Regions from separate parts of the Sus scrofa genome. Here region 2 is linked to region 1. Evidence: chromatin contacts called from public Hi-C data. All regions are on one chromosome and are shown on one strand. Each heading gives the region's core, a stretch centred on a gene start, on an enhancer-like site or on the middle of the called end of the contact. The rest is flanking DNA. Distances are from core to core; before and after follow the strand shown.

Evidence for each region. Hi-C and Micro-C count contacts between places; a contact is called where the count stands out from the background.
Region 2: a Hi-C map of omental adipose tissue shows a contact between it and region 1, with 10 times the contacts expected there. The contact joins two enhancer-like sites. A contact is called at or near these places in 4 of 47 Hi-C or Micro-C datasets (differentiating spermatogonia, liver, omental adipose tissue and 1 more).

Annotation. Positions count from the first base shown.
Region 1 is chr8:10,790,582-10,793,962 of Sscrofa11.1, reverse strand. All of the region lies in intron 4 of CC2D2A (coiled-coil and C2 domain-containing protein 2A), which reads right to left. Among named protein-coding and RNA genes, the nearest start is that of CC2D2A, 13 kb to the right of the region's middle. Within about 2 kb of position 1,887, at least 3 of the 83 cell types and tissues checked have an H3K27ac peak or open chromatin away from gene starts, as enhancers often do. A contact at or near this core is called in omental adipose tissue, where this site is marked.
Region 2 is chr8:11,157,688-11,161,068 of Sscrofa11.1, reverse strand. No RefSeq gene overlaps it. Among named protein-coding and RNA genes, the nearest start is that of FGFBP1, 30 kb to the left of the region's middle. Within about 2 kb of position 1,853, at least 5 of the 83 cell types and tissues checked have an H3K27ac peak or open chromatin away from gene starts, as enhancers often do. A contact at or near this core is called in omental adipose tissue, where this site is marked.

The DNA of each region.
Region 1 (3,381 bases), core at 638-3,137:
TGTAAAATTTTGGTGCACCCACTATGGAAAACAGTATGATGATTCCTCAAACAATTAAAAATAGAAATACCGCAGGAACCAGCCATCTCACTTCTTGGTATATTTCCAAAAGAATTAAAAGCAGGATCTTGCAGAGGTATTTTTTACGTTTAAATTGAAAGCAGCATTATTAGCAATTGCCAAGAGGTAGAAGTAACCCGGATGTTCACAAAGAGCAGATGGATAAGCAATGCCGTATATACATGGAATATTATTCAGCCTTGAAAAGGAAGGCTCCTGTCACATGCTACACATGGCTGCACCTCGAAGACATCATACTAAGTGAAATCATACAGTCACAAACACAAATACTCTAAGATTCTACTTAGATGAGGCATCTAAAGCAGTCAATTCATCGAAACAGACAGCAGAATGATGGTTACCAGGGGTTGGGGGGAGGGAAGGGAGAGTTATTATTTAATAGGGATAATGTTTCAATATTACAAGATATAGCAGTTCTGGAGATCTATGGCCAAGGATGTGACTATAGTTAGCTCTACTGAACTGTACACTTAAAAATGGTTATGGTGGGAAAATTTATGTTTTTTTTTCTTTTAACAGTTAAAAATATTCTGGTAAATGGAGTTCTCTTTTGGTGCAGCAGGTTAAGAAAATGGCTTTGTCACTACATTGGCTGCTGTGGGGTGGGTTTGACCCCTGGCTTGGGAACTTCCACATGCCACAGGTGTCCCCCCCCAGGATTCTGGCAAAGACCAAGAAAAAAGTGGCCAAATCTTGTTAATCCTTGGATAGGATAAGCTTCACTAGATTTTCTCTATTTCTGTGTATGCTTGCATTTTCATAATGAAAAAGAGTGGCCCCCAAAGGGTATTACATTTAGGACTTTAATGACTTGGCAGTTGCCTTGGTGACATCTGATTTATGTTGAGAATATTAAAAGCTATTTTCATAACTGTACACATAAAGCCTTAATAGATGGGCTAAAGAGTTTTTGGTAGAGGAAATAAGATTATGTTTCCAGTTTCACTGGAGAAAAAATAATAAAGGGTGGTGGAGGAGAAAATGTGCTTGGGTGATGAAAAGTCCTTTTGCTAAAGAGCAGCCAGCCTGCTTGAACTCACCATAGAACCATGCGCCCCCATCTGTGTTCTTACTGCCCAGGGCACGGGTGTGGGGGAAATACTCTCTCGTCCCTTGGCCGGTCCAGCATCACCTCTTCAATCAACTGATTCTCCCACAAGGCCATGGAACCTGAGAAGGCTGGGCTTTGTCTGAAGCCTTGGCTGTTATGGCCGGTCAGAGTCATCCGAATGTGGACCGAGTATTGCTCTAGGCACTGGGGTTAGGGTTTGAGAGGGAATGGAGAAGACAGAGCCCTGTCCTCAGGGAGCTTCTGTCCTAGAGGAGCAGTCCCCTGCAGGAAGCCAGGAGGTGGGCGCTGTTCTAAAGGAAAGCAGAACCAGGGAAGGGAGATGATGGGGGAGGAGGAGCTATTTCAGCTAGAAGGTCAGCAGAGACCTCTGCAGCCTCCATCTCCCTGGGATCTCTCTATCAAGTTGGCATCTCAAACCTTGCGTGACCTTTGCTGATTTTGCTCCCCAATCTCTTCCTTCTGCTGCCTTTCCCCTTGCTCCACAGTGACTCCACTCCCCCAGTTGCTCAAGTCAGAGAGCCTGGAGTCATCCTTCCAACATCCACAGCCCCTGCTTGGCCCAGCAGGAAACCCTGTCGGTTCTACCTTCCGGATTCCCAGAGCCCAGCCCTTCTTTTCCTCCCTTCCACCCCCACCCTGGCCCGGTCCCCACCACCTCCACCTGGACTTCAGCTGTTGCCCTCTACCTGGTCTGGGGGCTTCTGTCCCTGTTCTTTCCAGCATTGACTCTGAGCACAGCAGCCTTCAGTCTTAAGACCGACCAGCTCCTTTTCTGCCCAGCCCTGCCCTGGCTCTCATCTCACTTGAATTGAAAGCCAAAGGATCCGTGCGTTTGGTACAATTGCCTCCCTCCCTTCTGACCTTATTTTCTTCTTCCTCTTGCTCACTCTGTCAGCCACTCTGGCTTCCTTGCTGTTCCTTCAACAGACCAAGCACCCCCTTGCTTGAAAGCCACCTTGCCCGAGGGTCTCTCCTGTCCTTCAGGCCTCTATGCAAACATCATCTTACTGGAAAGATGACCTTCCCCTGATGATCTTTCAAAGCTAGCAACCCCTCCTCTCACCTCCACCGTGGTCCTTCCCAGACATTTTTTTTTTTTTTTTTTTTGGTCTTTCTAGGGCTGCACCTGCGGCACATGGAGGTTCCCAGGCTTGGGGTTGAATTGGAGCTACAGCTGCCAGCCTATGCCACAGCCAGAGGAATGCAGGATCCAAGGGCTGTGACCTACACCACAGCTCACGGCAACGCCAGATCCTTAACCCACTGAGCAAGGCCAGGAATCGAACCCCCATCCTTGGGATACTAGTCGGCTTTGTTACCACTGAGCTGCCATAGGAACTCCCAGATGTCTAGAGAATTCTTTATCTTTCTCTGTAGCACTTCTCACCACTGGCCATACTGTGTACTTATCATTTTGTTTTTTCATTTGTCTTCTCTTGTCCCCTCTCATCCTCTAACTGGAAAATAAATTGTGGGGGTGATCCTGTTGTGCCACAGGGGGGACTGCCCCATCCTTTTTGGATTTGATCTCCACCATTGCCCCCATGGTGACAGTGAAGAGTACTTCCCTCATTCGGGGAAGAAGGAAAGAACTCACTTTTCATTATGCCACAGAACCTGACACAATCTTTTGACATTTTTCCCCCCTTGCTTTTAAAGTAACTACCTAAATTTTCCATCGTGGTGCTATAGGCTGAAATGAGTCCCCACCAAATTCATATATTGAAGCCCTAAGCCTCCATGTGACTATTTTTGGAGCAGAGCCTATAAGGAGGTGATGAAGGTTAAGTGAGGTCGTAGGGTGGGGCCCTGATATGATAGGATTAGTGTCCTTTTAGGATTAGTGTCCCTTTAGGAAGTGAGCCCACAGGGAGATGGCAGCCACCTGCAAGTCAGGAAGAGGTTTCACTGGAAACTGACCACACGGGCACTGTGATCTTAGACTTCCAGCCTCCAGAATTGTGAGAAAACAACTGTCTGTTGTGAGAGGCACTCAGTCTATGGTATCCTTTGTTAGGACAGCCTGAGTCCACGAAGACATAGTGTCATATCCAATAATGAATAATTTGTCCATTTAGAAAAGGACACAACCCTATGGAATAAGCTTGGTTCTGCTTTACAAACTTGTAACAGTTCTACTGTGTCACTGCTCTTGGGTGGGAACCCCATTTTTCTTAGGCTTGGACTTCCCATCCCTTGCTTTCAAATCCCTCTCATTTCTCATAGTT
Region 2 (3,381 bases), core at 604-3,103, 370 kb before region 1:
ATGTTTGATTCACCTGCCTCTCTAGTCCTGAGCACCGCAGCTGACATGATTGAATATTCAAGAAAAAGTTCTAGAAGGCAGCATGTCCCCAAAGAAGCTAGGTTCCCCATGGTGGGTGAGTTCTGCTTGCCTTGACAGCTGTCCCCATTTGCGCTTAAGGGAGACAGACAGAGGAAGAGGGAATGGGGGCGGGGGATGGGAAGGATGGGGAGACACAGGGAAGGGAGAGAGGGGAGGGGACAGAGTTGGGAGAGGAGAGAGAAAGAGAGGAAGGGAGGAGAGAGGTGAGAGAGAGCAAAGGCACAGGCAGGCAGGTGAGGAATAACAGGTGATCTGACGGCAGAGGCGCAGGCTGTGCTGGGGAGGCTGATGCAGAGGGCGTGTGCATCCAGAAGGATGGCGTGATGGCCAAGGAAGAGAGGTCCTTCGGCTGCTGCAGGGAAGGCTCAAGCCCTATCACAAGGTGTCTTTGGAGGGGTCAGAGCCTGTCAGTGAGAGGGTGGTCATGGAACATACAGGTGGCCTCATCGTCACGGGATGGCCTCCAACCTGGGAAGGTGGGCCATCGGTGTTGACCGAGACCTTGAGGTAGAGAAGTGGTGCCTCTGACAATTCAGCCACCATCAAAAGCAGGGATGGCCCCTCACTTTGCAAGCAGGACTGTGATATTCTGTTTCTTTCTTTCTTTTTTAATGGCTGCACCTGCAGCATGTGGAGGTTCCCAGACTAGGGCTCGAATTGGAGCTGTGGCTATGGCCTATACCACAGCCATGGCACCACTGGATCCAGTCGGCATCCTCCCCCTATGCACTCGGAACCAAGCAGAACTCGCTGGCACACAGTGAATTCAAAACAAAAAGCAACTAGTGTGAGACAAGGCAAAATAAGGCCAAAAAATTCTAAAAATGGCCAATTCTTTTTACTGTGATCTGGGGGCTTCTGGGAGGTCTCTGAGACCCTTTCAGGGGTTTGCAAAGTCAAAGCTATTGTCCTAATACACTAAGACGCCATTTGCCTTTTCACACACACTTCAGGAGTGGACATGGAAGGTTTCTCGAAGCTAGGGTTCTGTCATGACAGGTGGAATGCAGCCGCAGAGAGGAGGAGCCCGCTGGCTTCCAGCCAGGCATGGAAGAGATTGGCGAAAGTGTAAAACAAGGCCATTCTTCTAATTATTTTTTGTGTTGGAAAAACAGAATTATTTCTCACACAAAAAAGTTCCTGTTAACCTGTCCTAGGTTTATTATTGTCTTCAAATAATGGCTTTACATTTTCTTTTTTTTTTTTTTTTTTTTGTTGTTGTTGTTGTTATTGTTGCTATTTCTTGGGCCGCTCCCGCGGCATATGGAGGTTCCCAGGCCAGGGGTTGAATCGGAGCTGTAGCCACCGGCCTACGCCAGAGCCACAGCAACGCGGGATCCGAGCCGCGTCTGCAACCTACACCACAGCTCACGGCAATGCTGGATCATTAACCCACTGAGCAAGGGCAGGGACCGAACCCGCAACCTCATGGTTCCTAGTCGGATTCGTTAACCACTGCGCCACAACGGGAACTCCGGCTTTACATTTTCTTATTTTTGATAGCTAATACAGTAAATTGTAGCAGCTGTAACTCAAGGAAACAAAAGTTGTTGGGGCTCTTGATCATTTTTAAATGTGTAAACAGGTCCCGAGGCCAGATTGTTTGACCAGTAAGCCTGGCAGTCAAGACAGCAGGGACTCGTCCCACTCAGAGGGACTTGGCCAGGACTAGCAGGCCTGGCAGGAGTCCGGGCTCCAGGCAGAGACGGGGGAGGTGGTGATGAATGGGCAGACAATTTGGCAGCGTCTCCCCACTAGCCAAGGAAAGACCCTCCAGGCATAAAGATGGGTGTGAGGCTGACACAGAGCCTTAGAGAGGCCACTCTGTTTCCAGAAGAGTCTGGAGGGGTGGGCAGTGAAGACTTTCTGTCTCACTGATTCAGTGACACAAGGAATTCTAGAGAAGCATGTTTGGATGGAAGGAGAAGGTTTCAATAAGCAGAGGCTGAGGTGCGTGTGGGCTCCTGGTCACCCCCGACGATGTGGGAAATTGGTTTCATGTGTCCAAGGCAATCTGGATAAATGAGATGATGCATAAGAGGTAGGTCTTCAAAGTCCTCTGACAAGGGATGGGGGAGGGAGTGGTGTGGACGGGGAGTTTGGGGCTAGTAGATGCAAACACTTACATTTATTTCTTTCTTTATTCATTCACTTATTTTGCTTTTTAGGGCCACCCCTGTGTGTGGCCTGTGGAGGTTCCCAGGCCAGGGGCTGAATTGGAGCTACAGCGGCCGACCTACACCACAGCCACAACAATGCAGGATCCAAGCCAAGCCTTCGACCTCCACCACAGCTCTTGGCAACTCTGGATTCCTGACCCGCTTGGCAAGGCCAGGGATCGAGCCTCCATCCTCATGGATACTAGTCAGATTCGCCCCACGGCGCCACAACAGGAACTCCCAGACTCTTAGATTTAAAATGGATAAGCAACAAAGCCCTACGGGAGGGCACAGGGAACTATGTCCAATCTCTTGAGACAGAACATGATGGAAGGTAGCATGAGAAAAAGAATGTGTGTGTGTGTGTGTGTGTGTGTGTGTGTGTGTGTGTGTGTGGTAGACTGGGTCACTACACAGTTCAGCAGAAATTGGTACAACATTGTAAAACGACTACACTTTTGTCAGCTTAAAAAAAAAAAAAAAAGCACAATCTGAAAGTTGAGAATTAAGTTTTATCTGGGGCAAAATTAGGACGTAAGCCCCAGAGACAGCATCTCAGGCAGCCCTGAGAAACCGAGCAGGGAGCTGGGATGTATAGTTTTTGTAACAAATGAGCAGAGAGCAGGAACCAAAGAGGTTTTGTGCTCACGGAAATCATTCCTTTGACTTGCGCCTCGGCCCGTCTCCCGAGGAGGTTTCCCTGCCCTCGGGGCTCACTGGCTCTGGCCCTTGGAAGTGACTGCCTTTGCAGATGACCCGGCCATCCTTTGTTTTGTCCACGTAACTACAGCCCAGGCTGCAGCAACTCAACTCGCTCGGAAGCACCGCCCCAGAGAGGAAAGGCGGATGTCAGGATAGACGCGATACAGGTGAAAAGTGCAGCCAGGCATGCGTGTCACAGACGGTCGCTGCTGGTCTCCTGAAGGTGCCTGCTCGTCACAGGCATCGGTCATCTTTGCAGGATTTTAGTGTTTTCCTAGATCTGAGGAGATGCAAGAATTGGGCTCATAAAATCTTCTCCTAAAAATATCTGACTCTCTGAAGACCTGTTCTGCCCATTTTCCCACCGCACAAAGCGCCTCTCTCCTGAGCTCCACGCAGGGGATGCTGCGGGTCGGCAGCTGCCTCGGCTCATGATTCC